Regions from separate parts of the Sus scrofa genome. Here all the other regions are linked to region 1. The links are chromatin contacts, called in public HiChIP or PLAC-seq maps. All regions are on one chromosome and are shown on one strand. Each heading gives the region's core, a stretch centred on a gene start, on an enhancer-like site or on the middle of the called end of the contact. The rest is flanking DNA. Distances are from core to core; before and after follow the strand shown. Region 1 has its middle 40 kb from the start of WISP3. Region 2 has its middle 28 kb from the start of FYN. Region 3 overlaps FYN (FYN proto-oncogene, Src family tyrosine kinase). Region 4 has its middle 11 kb from the start of FYN.

What was found. HiChIP or PLAC-seq counts read pairs in DNA pulled down with a chosen protein or histone mark.
Region 2: a contact with region 1 is called in an H3K27ac HiChIP or PLAC-seq map of alveolar macrophages. The contact joins two enhancer-like sites. A contact is called at or near these places in 2 of 2 datasets of contacts at active chromatin or transcription factors (alveolar macrophages and skeletal muscle).
Region 3: an H3K27ac HiChIP or PLAC-seq map of alveolar macrophages shows a contact between it and region 1. The contact joins two enhancer-like sites. A contact is called at or near these places in 2 of 47 Hi-C or Micro-C datasets (fetal heart ventricle and omental adipose tissue) and 2 of 2 datasets of contacts at active chromatin or transcription factors (alveolar macrophages and skeletal muscle).
Region 4: a contact with region 1 is called in an H3K27ac HiChIP or PLAC-seq map of alveolar macrophages. The contact joins two enhancer-like sites. A contact is called at or near these places in 2 of 2 datasets of contacts at active chromatin or transcription factors (alveolar macrophages and skeletal muscle).

Annotation. Positions count from the first base shown.
Region 1 is chr1:77,963,891-77,966,590 of Sscrofa11.1, forward strand. No RefSeq gene overlaps it. Among named protein-coding and RNA genes, the nearest start is that of WISP3, 40 kb to the right of the region's middle. Within about 2 kb of position 1,366, at least 8 of the 83 cell types and tissues checked have an H3K27ac peak or open chromatin away from gene starts, as enhancers often do. A contact at or near this core is called in alveolar macrophages, where this site is marked.
Region 2 is chr1:77,668,778-77,671,477 of Sscrofa11.1, forward strand. It overlaps a transcript of FYN not described here. Among named protein-coding and RNA genes, the nearest start is that of FYN, 28 kb to the left of the region's middle. Within about 2 kb of position 1,449, at least 20 of the 83 cell types and tissues checked have an H3K27ac peak or open chromatin away from gene starts, as enhancers often do. A contact at or near this core is called in alveolar macrophages, where this site is marked.
Region 3 is chr1:77,630,370-77,633,069 of Sscrofa11.1, forward strand. All of the region lies in intron 2 of FYN (FYN proto-oncogene, Src family tyrosine kinase), which reads right to left. Among named protein-coding and RNA genes, the nearest start is that of FYN, 11 kb to the right of the region's middle. Within about 2 kb of position 1,417, at least 18 of the 83 cell types and tissues checked have an H3K27ac peak or open chromatin away from gene starts, as enhancers often do. A contact at or near this core is called in alveolar macrophages, where this site is marked.
Region 4 is chr1:77,652,069-77,654,768 of Sscrofa11.1, forward strand. It overlaps a transcript of FYN not described here. Among named protein-coding and RNA genes, the nearest start is that of FYN, 11 kb to the left of the region's middle. Within about 2 kb of position 1,308, at least 6 of the 83 cell types and tissues checked have an H3K27ac peak or open chromatin away from gene starts, as enhancers often do. A contact at or near this core is called in alveolar macrophages, where this site is marked.

The DNA of each region.
Region 1 (2,700 bases), core at 116-2,615:
CCACCTGTCCTGTGGTTTTTTTGTCCTGACAGTCCTAGTGGACTCATATGGGGGGGGGCTCTCCAGTGGGCATGGCTCCCACCACTCCTCTTCTCGGTCCACTTCAGCCATTCCCATCGCCTCTCTGACCCCTGGAGGCATCTTGTCTGTGACCTAGGTCTTATCAGAACCCAGAGAGCGCTTCTTCCTGGCTGAGGGGAGGGGCCTCCATCTAGTTGCCTCACATTCTTAGAGTGGCAGGTTGGAATATTCTGAATCTGGGCCAAATGTCTATACGTTTCATCTTGATGACCCTTCTAGATACATAGAAGTCATTTATATGCAGAGTGACCTTGGGTAGCCTGGTCAAGCTTTATACATCCTAGACTGGGGGTTCAGAGACCTGTGATCCAAGCTTGAGGTAGATGAGGCTGGTTCTCATCCGCGCAGTCCTGGGTAACCCAAAAGCAAGTGCTGAGGTGAAGTCTGTAGTGAAGGCCCAGCAGAGACTGTACAAGGATCCTTAATCTCAGGAGATGGGGCAGCATGGGGTGCAAACTAGGAAAGAGCCAGCAAATATAGAGTGCAGAAACAGAACAGAAGAGACATGCCCAGGGCGAGGCTGTGGCCAAGAGAGCAGCCTGAGCTGGAGGAAAGCCATCAGGTCTTGTGTAAGGTGCATGTGGCTGTGTCCCTGAGGTGTGTGGGAGCTGTTAAACATCCAGAAGAGAGTTGTATTGCTCTGCATGCTATAAAACCCCTCCTTTTTCTGCTCAATACAACTTGTATAGGCTCAAGGCCTCTATTTTGTAGGTGTAAACCAAATGAATGTATATGGGAGTTCCTGTTGTGGTGCAATGGAAACGAATCCGACTAGCATCCAGGAGGTTGTGTGTTCAATCCCTGGCCTTACTCAGTGGGTCGGGGATCTGGCATTGCCGTGAGCTGTGGTGCAGATCACAGATGTGGCTCGGATCCCGCATTACTGTGGCTGTGGCATAAGGCCAGTAACTGTAGCTCCAATTTGACCCCTCGCCTGGAAACTTCCATGTTCTACAGGTGCAGCCCTAAAAAGACAAAATAAAGTGTATGAAGTTCACTGAGGACAGAGATTCCCACTTACTCCAGCACCCAAAGCCCTTGCCAGTCCACATGCACAGGAATTAGAGGGCACCAGCCCTGGCGGTGGTGGCCTTCACCTCTCCTCTCCACCATGTCACTTTTTTCTAGAATATAATATTTTTATTGTGATACTTGCCATGTGTGAGGATAAGAATTGTTTCCTCCTCCTGAGATTCCTGTGGGGGTGGATTTTGTTTATGCTGGTGGAGGAGACTCAGGGCTTCTGAGTCATGTGTTGACTAAAGGCCAGGCTGTGGCCCGGGTGGAGCAGACCATGTCACGGGTGTCCTGATGCTTGGGTCATAGGTTTATCAGCACTCATGGAGCAGTGTCAACATGAAGCCTTATTACTTCAACTTTCCACCGGGTGTGGAGAGAATAAGTCTTTCCTTATTGAAGTATATTTGATTTACAATGTTGTGTTAGTTTCCAGCGTGCAGCGCAGTGATTTAGATACATATGTATACACACACATTCATACATATCATATATATATATATGCATACATATATATGTACATATAATTCTTTTTCATAACCTTTTCCATTATGGTTTATCATAGGATATTGAATATAGTTCCCTGTGTTATGCAATAGAACTTATTGTTTATCTATTGTATATATAGTAGCTTGTATCTGCTAATCCCAAACTCCTAATTTGTCCCTCCCCACCCCCATCCCCCTTGGCAACCATAGATTTTTCTCTGTGTCTGTGAGTTGTGAGTCTGTTTCTGTGTTGTGAGTTCACTTGTGTTATAGTGTAGATTCCACATTCAAGTGACATGGCATTTGTCTTTCTCTTTCTGTCTTACTTCACTTAAGGGAATAAATCATTTTGTCCTCGCTGTAAAGCAATTTTATCCACTTAAAGATTCATGGCTCCCCTTACTCTTTCCTTAAAAACCAAACATAGGACCTCTTTTTTTTTTGTATTTTCTCATGAGACTTCCTTTTCAAAAATGTTGTTGTTCTCATTTTCCTCTGAAACGTCTTTGCTTGGTCTACACTGATTTCGAAATTTGGAACTTGAAGAAGAAGACACTCAGTATCCCCCTTCCCGGCTTTGCTCTTCTCAAAGGCCAAATCAAAAGTAATGAACACATGCCTATTTGACCTCCAAGTAAAACCCCGCAGCCCAGCCTGACACACAATGGCCTGCCGTTGCCACGGGGCCCTCTGTGGATATCCAAACCATTCATGACTCATGATCAGCCACACCACTGGTCCCAATTCTCTTCTTGCTCCATATTTGTTCACATGGGAACCACATTGTTTTCCTCTGTTGAGTCTAATTTGATTGACCTGAGCCCAGTCTCTAATTTGGACAATATACACGTTTTATTATCCCCATTCACACAGTAAACCATCATTTTCTGTGCCCTGGTGCTTCATCAAAAGTGTTTTGGTCTGACAGGAAGCACGTCTTCCAAAAATCCACATAACTGAATTCCAAACCACAGAATAAATGTACCAAGTTTCTTACAAGCCCCTGGCCATGTCTATTTTATGAAATGAAGCATTTACTTCATTAAATAAATATTAAGATGCATTATAAAACCCCCCAAAAAGTCACCTCTCTTGAGTACATGTTAACTTGGCT
Region 2 (2,700 bases), core at 199-2,698, 300 kb before region 1:
TCCTGCCTCTCGCCCTGTGAACAGCTAGAGAAGATCCATCCTGCCTTCCCCCCCAGAGCAATGCTGCAGCTGCAGCTGCAGGTTCAGCAGCCATTATCCTGCTGTTAACTCTTTGCTTCAAAATGTTACACTGGCCTAGCAGAAACAGCTGTCTCCGTCACACACATGCAGGCATGAGTGACAAAGCTCCTCATCTGCATTCGCTTCCATACCTGTGTCCTGGCCAGAACTGAAGAAAAAACATTCTCTAACTTCTATTGACACGGTCAGCGACTGATTCTATAGGGTTCAAATGCACTTTGGCAGTGCGTGGCCGCTCCTGGGTCTCCCAGATTTTGCAGCGGCCCTCAGCCTCTGGGAGTTCATGCAGAAGACAAAAGAACAGCTACTTGGCAGATGACACTCTCCAGGCCTTAGGGAGGGCACTCGGCTGGAAAGATATGTTTTCATTGGAGATCGGAAGTGCTTTTCCAGCAATTATTTGATCTTCCTGGGAACTCGTACTTTTGAACACTCACCCAACCCTGGTGGGAACACAGGGACTCCTGTTCTGGTCTCAGCATTATCACAAACCAGACATGCGACACTGGGCAAATCATCTGGCCTTCACTTCACCTCATTTGCCTGCTGGGACAATTACTGTCCCCATTTCATCTGTGGGATTTTGGTGATGAGAAAATGATGTGGTCTGAAGGTATTTAGAAATTGTAAAAAGCGGATTTACTGTTAGCTGTTATGAGTATTATGTTTTTCTTTTCTTTTTTTTTTTTTTCTCTCCCAGCTCTGGTTTACACTATTAGTGCTACATTCTCATTTTCTTCCTTAGAACTGGGGAGAGAATCCCTCATGCAGAGAAGGAGAGGCAGAAAGCCTCTCAGGTTCTTGCTACCACTTGGGAAAAAAAAAAAAAAAAGCAAACAGAGAGCAGGACCAGAATACTGTAACTTTGTCCCAGAAGAACTGCCTTTGCTAGGGCCACAGACCATTCTGGTCTTGTTTATCTCCTCTTTGAAGGTCTTACAAAGAAGGTGCTGCAGTGCCGAATGAGTAAATGATGAATGAATTAATCCATCCATCCACCCACCACTTCTAGATCAATACCCAGCAGTATGCACAGAACACAAAGATGCAAAATGCATTCCCATCGATGAAGAGCATCCAACCAATGGGAGAGGGTAGACATGGGAAGACTTTGCTCTTCTCCAATGTGGCAAGGGTGCTCTCCTGGAGAAACACACAGGGTGCCTCGTGAGCTTGGTGTGTGTGTGTGGGGTCACACCTACCCCGGGGGAAGCAAGGACAGGCGCTCAGAGAGTGGGTATCCAAACCAGGCCCATTGGAAGGACAGGTAGAGGAGCGGGGCGGGTTAACTGCTCCCCAGGCCAAGCACAGATCCAGGGAGCAGCCTTGTTTGAGGTGACAGAAGCCAAGACCGTAGGTGGGCCACCAGCCAGTTAGGCAGCAACCTACGTGTGAAAGAGAGAGCAGGCCATCAGGGTTTCTGAGCAAGAGTTACACAAGAGCTCTGCATTTCAGGAAGATTACGTAAGAGGCGGGGAGGATGGACTCGAGGGAGGGAGAGAGGGGTGAGTAAGAGATTTCAAATTTAATGTAAATGTCTGCATTTCACAACACAGGAAATTTTGCAAAGAGTTCTGGTCCAAGAGCGCGCTTCCAAATTCCGAAGTAACACAACCAATCATAAATTAAGGAGTGAAGATATGCCTTCCAGAAAATATTCTTCAAGTAATAAATCTCCCTTGCACAACTTTTCCTGCACAATCTAAGATAATTTTTGTGAAAAAGAAGTCTCTCTATGCTTCTGACAAAATTTGTATGTGTGGCCCTAAGAAGAGCCCCAAAGAAATGGGAAAATGCTACTCCACGGTACACATGGTACACACAAGCCCCACTGTGCACTGGTACACATGCACCCCATAAGACACCTGGTACACATACCCCACGGTGCACCTGGTACAAAAAGGGGGTGATGAAAGCTACCCAATCATCAGCTTGGAAGAATATATCTCCGAAATGTAAAGAGACTTCCGAATAATGAGGGGAGGTTTAGCGAGTATGATGAATTTTTCAGTTCCCTTTCTCTTTCTTTGCAGCTTCTAAGTTTCAGTGTATTTCATGCACAGTACAATGTCTAGATCTTAGGTGCTTGGTGAGTTCTGACAGATGTCTATACTTATACAATCTAAAGTCCAATCAAGGGCGAGAACACAGTCACCACACCAGAAAGAGCTGCAGGTGGTCCCCCCCAAGGCAACTGTGGTTGTGACTTCTACCACTACTGTGCTAGAAGATTAGTTAATGAAATTTGTCTGGCCTAGGATTTCATAATAATGTAATCTTATGGGATGCACCCTTTGCATCTATTTTTTCTTTTCTTTTTTTAATGGCTGCACCGTGGCATATAGAAGTTCCCAGGCTAAGGGTTGAATCAGAACTGCAGTCACTGGCCTATACGCAGGATCCAAGCCACATCTGTGACCTAACCTGCAGCTTGTGGCAATGTTTGACCCTTAACCCACTGTGGGAGGCCAGAGATTAAACCTGCATCCTCATAGAGACTATGCTGGATTCTTAACCTGCTGAGCCACAAGGGGAACTCTAGTCTCTACTTATTTTTGACACTTATCCATGATGATGTACATTTTTCAGTAGTTCATGTGTAGTAGTTTTTATTGCTTT
Region 3 (2,700 bases), core at 167-2,666, 330 kb before region 1:
CACAGACTCCACGTTGTGAGCATATATGACCACCTCCTAGTTATCCTGCTATCTGGTTTCGCCAACTCTAACACAGTCCTCTGCGAGGGTCTTTTTTTCTTCTTCTTCTTTTTCTTTTTAGGGACGCCCCTGCAGCACATGGAGGTTCCCAAGCTAGAGGTGGAATCAGAGCTGCAGCTGCCGGTCTACACCACAGCTATAGCAACAGCAGAACCAAGCCGTGTCTGCAACCTACACCACAGCTCACGGCAATGACGGATTCTTAACCTACTGAGGAGGGCCAGGGATTGAACTCACATCCTCATGGATGCTAGTCGGGTTCGCTAACTGCTGAGCTATGACGGGAACTCCACTTCAAGGGTCAAATGGGTACAATCTGAGTCAGCTGAGAGGGGAATCCAGCTTTGTCTCTCCTCTGTTGCCTTATTTAGAAATTAAAAATGTAGGACCCTGGTCATGAGGGGGGCTCTGGTGGGGAAGAGGGTATTTTTGCTTGGTAAGTGTCACCAACTTGGGCAAAGGGAAAGGGAACTGAGCCCCAGCCTACTGACGAAAAACAGTGAAAAAATGCTAATTATAGGAGATGAAGGATGTGTTACCCAACCTTACTGCAGTAAACATTTCACAATATATACACACATCAACCCATCACATGGTACACCTTAAAACCTCTACAATGGGACATTGCCAATTATATATCAATAAAGCTGGAAAAAAAATAGAACATGCACCAATTCTGCTACCATTTCATTCCTCTGCCCTGCCCCGAGGCAAACAGCATCCAGGTGCTGCTGGAGAGATCCAGCAGAGACAAGCTGCTGGCTTTAATGTTATTCGGTCCATCATTAAATTATTCAAAAGATGAAGCAAAGAAAAGGGGGGGGGAGAAGGAGAGGGAGAGAGACAGAGACAGAGACATAGACAGACAGACAGACTGTCTATAGCTGTAGATCATCTGAGAAAGGAAGCCTTTTAGGAGGCCTAATAAAGGATGGAGGTGCTCTGAGTACCTGCCTTGTTTGCTCTCAAGAAAATGGGTAGAAGAATAAAGCCTACGAGAGGCTGGGCCTCTCCTGGACATTTGCAGCCTGAGGTTACTTCATGGAGCACTGTCAGCCCTGCCCTGAATCCGGGGGTATGACAGGAAGGGGGGGGAGGTGCAGAGGTGTGTGCAGGGATGGGTAGGGGGATGAGAGTGTTAGTCACACCGCCCCCTGGAGCCCAGTGTTCCAGCCACAGGATGGTCTCATCTGTGAGGCTCACGGCACTGTGGGCAGAAGGATGTGAATGTGAAAGAGGGTGCTTGCAACACCACCCTCAGCATAAAACCAGTGACTAGATTAAATGCTCAGAGTTCACAGGCTTAGACTCCCTCAGCTGCACGTGACGGGGAGCAGGGTGCAGTGCGTGCCTCTCCCCATCAACAGAGCTTAGCCGACTTCCTGGGGTAGCTTTGACACTGACTGTGTCCACAAACCCTCCCCTAGCCTGAGGTCAGGAGCACGAGGGGCAGAGAGGATGCAACTGCCCCTGAGCAGACGGAGGCCTCTCAGATGTCTCATCACCAGAAGCCTTCTCTCCTTCCTTTTTTGGTCCTTGGTGGGAGCAAGTGAAATCCCAAGCTGCATTTTTTTTTTTTTATCACTTTTTTTTTTTTGGCTGAGCTGTTAGTCTAAGCCCTCAGACAGGGGAAGAGAAATGCTGGCTTTCGGCCCTGGTCAAGATCTCCCCCAGACAGATGCAATTAGGTAGAGGATAACCAGCCTCTGTATAAACACCAGCCTTATGCCAGGGGCCCAGCCTTTAAAGACTGGCTCCGAGGGAGGGAAGGATGCACAATGATCCCAGATAGGATTCCATACAGCGGCAGACAAACAGTGACAAGTGTACATGTGCAGCTGTGGGTGAGCGTTGGTGGCATGAATAACAGAATACCCTATAAGAAAACAGGGTGCTGGAGAGGTTTTATTTCTTGTTTTTGTTTTTTAAAACTATAGTTGACTTATGATGTTGTGCCAATTTCTGCTGTACAGCAAAGTGACTCAGGCAGATACAGATATCCTTTTTAAACATTTTAAAAAAAATTGTTATTTCCTCAACACAATTTTTTTTCTCCTGTACGGCATGGTGACCCAGTTACACATACTTGCACACATTCTATTTTCTCACATTATCATGCTCCATCATAAGTGACTAGACATAGGTCCCAGTGCTACACAGCAGGATCTCATTGCTAATCCATTAGTTTGCATCTATTAACCCCAAGTTCCCAATCCATCCCTTCCCCTCCCCCTCAGCAACCACAGGTCTATTCTCCAAGTCCATGATTTCCTTTTCTGTGGAAAGATTCATTTGTGCCATATATTAGATTCCAGATATAAGTGATATCCTATGGTATTTGTCTTTCTCTTTCTGACTTACTTCACTCAGTATGACAGTCTCTAGTTCCATCCATGTTGCTGCAAATATCCTTCTTTTTAAAATGTTCTTTTCTCTCATGGTCTAATCCAGGAGATTGGATATAGTTCCCTGTGCTATACAGTGAGACCTCATTGCTTATCCATTCTAAATGTAACAGTTTGCATCTACCAACCCCAAACACCCCATCCATACAATTCCATCCCCTCTCTGCTTGGCAACCACAAGTCTGTTTTTTATGTCTGTGAGTCTGTTTCTGTTTCGTAGACAGGTTCATTTGTG
Region 4 (2,700 bases), core at 58-2,557, 310 kb before region 1:
CACGGGCAGGGCTCGAAGGTGGTGAGAGGATGAAGCAAAGCACTGTTGTTCACTGGACGCCTGCTGCAGGCAAAGGGACTTGCTCAGGGCACTGGGCAGAAACAATCTGTATTTTGCTCTCACTTTTCCTCTTGTTCCTTCCCCCTCTCCTGGTGGGAGTTCAGCTTGGCCTATTGATGCTTTGACTTTTGAGCCAATGATCCCTAGAATCTGGGGCAAGCCAAGCAGGGCACGGAACACTAACCAAGGCTGGTTAATTCGACCTCAAGTTTTGCAGAAACACCAAAGATCCAACAAAGACGTTTCTTCCTAATGTCGATATTTAGGGTCAAGCCTCTCTCCACTCCCTTTGGTTTTGTTCTATATAAACCACCAAAGGAAAACACAAATAAAAACAAAAATGGGGGCTTCTATTCATGAACCAGCAAAGAGAAACAGGAAAATCAGTATCGCTTCTGGGCCACAGCGGTAGAGATTGGCTTTCTGGGCTAAAGTGGCGGAGGGCCCAAGGGTCAGGCTGTCACCTGGCAGAGCCACAAGAAAACACATTAGCACAAAGTGGCTGTTTGAACAGGCGTCATCAACGCCCCCTCCCCACCAATGTGGAGAATGAAAGCCAAGGGGGTTCACTCTCCAAGGCCAGACAAAACCCAGCTTTGCCAATCTTTCCTGTCTCTAAGGAGCTTCCTCGCCAGATGACTCTGCAAATGCAGCCTCCTCCTTTCAAAACACAGTTAATTCTTTTTCCCTTTAATTTGTCACTTCCGCCAAGAAGCTCTATTCCTTTAAAGAAACAGAATGGACTTTGCCTAAGAATATTTTACTTTCCCTTTTGCCCTGGAGCTCATGTTTGTGTGGCCTATTTCTCCCTTTTCCACTGATTACTTATCTGGCTATGAAGTCAGAGCCCATCAAAATCTACTGCCCCGAGAATCTGGTGGTGGGGCCACTTGTATTGTGTTTTTGGAACGGAGGCCGACACCTTTTCTTTGAAGAAGGACATGAAGCCAGGTCCCTCCTCCTCTGGATCTTTATTTTGGCATGTTCTCAAGCTGCAAGACATCAGCAACACCAGCAGCCATGACTTTTGGGTCCCTTGCACTGGTTTAGAATTTCAAACCTTCTCAGAAGCTGTTTTGGTGTGAATGCCGATAGAGGAGCTGTCAGAAAACAGACCCCTCTCTAATTCCACAGCCTCTACTGGGACAAGGAACAACAGTGACGGTGATGATGGTGACAAAGGGAGCAGAGGGGCCACTGACCGGAGGCTGCCTCCTCCTGCCACTTCCTTGTCTAAGGAAATGAGGTCAGTCTGCCCTTCCGTGACATTACCTCCCTTGACCCTGGTGAGCCCCAGGCTGGTTGATGATGTGGTACCTGCTTCCACAAAACTTTCGCAAGAGGTCTCACTCGTGAACACAAGTGCCAACACAGACACAAGGAAATTAAAGGAGGGAGTTAGTAAGTAGGAGGGGGAGAACACGGGACCCACTGGAGGCAGTCAGTGATGCTTCCCCAGCAGCTGTAATAACAGTATCTGGGATGACAAATGGTGGCCACTTTGTGTGGGAGGAATGCGTGTTATGTGGACCAGACTACTCACTGATGACCTACTTGGCAGATGAGATCCAGTCAGAGGTCTGTTAACAGATCCAAAAAGGGAAGACTTGGTTTCTATATCAGCATACATTTATATATATATATATATATATATATTTTTTTTTTTTTTTGTATTTTTGCCATTTCTTGGGCCACTCCTGCGGCATATGGAGGTTCCCAGGCTAGGGGTCGAATCAGAGCTGTAGCTGCCGACCTATGCCAGAGCCACAGCAACACGGGATCCAGGCTGCCTCTGCAACCTACACCACAGCTCATGGCAACGCCGGATCGTTAGGCCACTGAGCAAGGGCAGGGATCGAACCCGCAACCTCATGGTTCCTAGTCGGATTCATTAACCACTGTGCCACGATGGGAACTCCCCAGCATACATTTATAAACACATATACAATTTATGGTAAAGCAAGTCAATAGTGACTTTTTACAGGGTGTATGTGTGAGGCAGAGGATGATGATTTTTTTCGGAGTGCTGTCTTGTAGAGGAATTGAACTTGAGGTTATCTCCTTAATGAGGACAGCAGAGCAGTTTATCTTCCCTTTTTCCAAGAGCTTGCAGGATTCTGGCATCAGATAGGGTCACCCTTGGCCTGAAGGGAAGAGGCCCAAATCCACCTCATTGAAGATAAGAGAGTAGTGAGAGGATAAAAGCTGCTGAGGGGTGGGGCAGACGCTAGCGGTCCCTCCAACTTCACCCTGATTCTCCCACAATAATAGAGTTTGAGGTCTATGGCTACATAGCTGAACATTACTGTTTTCAGACTCCCTTGCAGCTAGGTGTGGACATGTCACTGAATTCTGGTCAACTGGTTGTGAGTGGATGTGATACACCTGACTCTCGCATCCCTCAAAAGAGTGGGCTGCCCTTCATTCTCTCTCCGACTTCCTGTGGGCTGGAAAGTAGATGTGGTACCTGTAAACTGGCATCGACCAGGCAGAGGAGGGAAGCCCACCAGGGATGGCAGAGCAGTAGGAACCTGGGCCCCGGATGGCCTTGTAGGGCACAGCGTCAACCACCTTAAAGCTCTGATCTCTGACTACGACATGAGAGAGGCATATGAACACTTATCCTGTGGGAACCCCTAT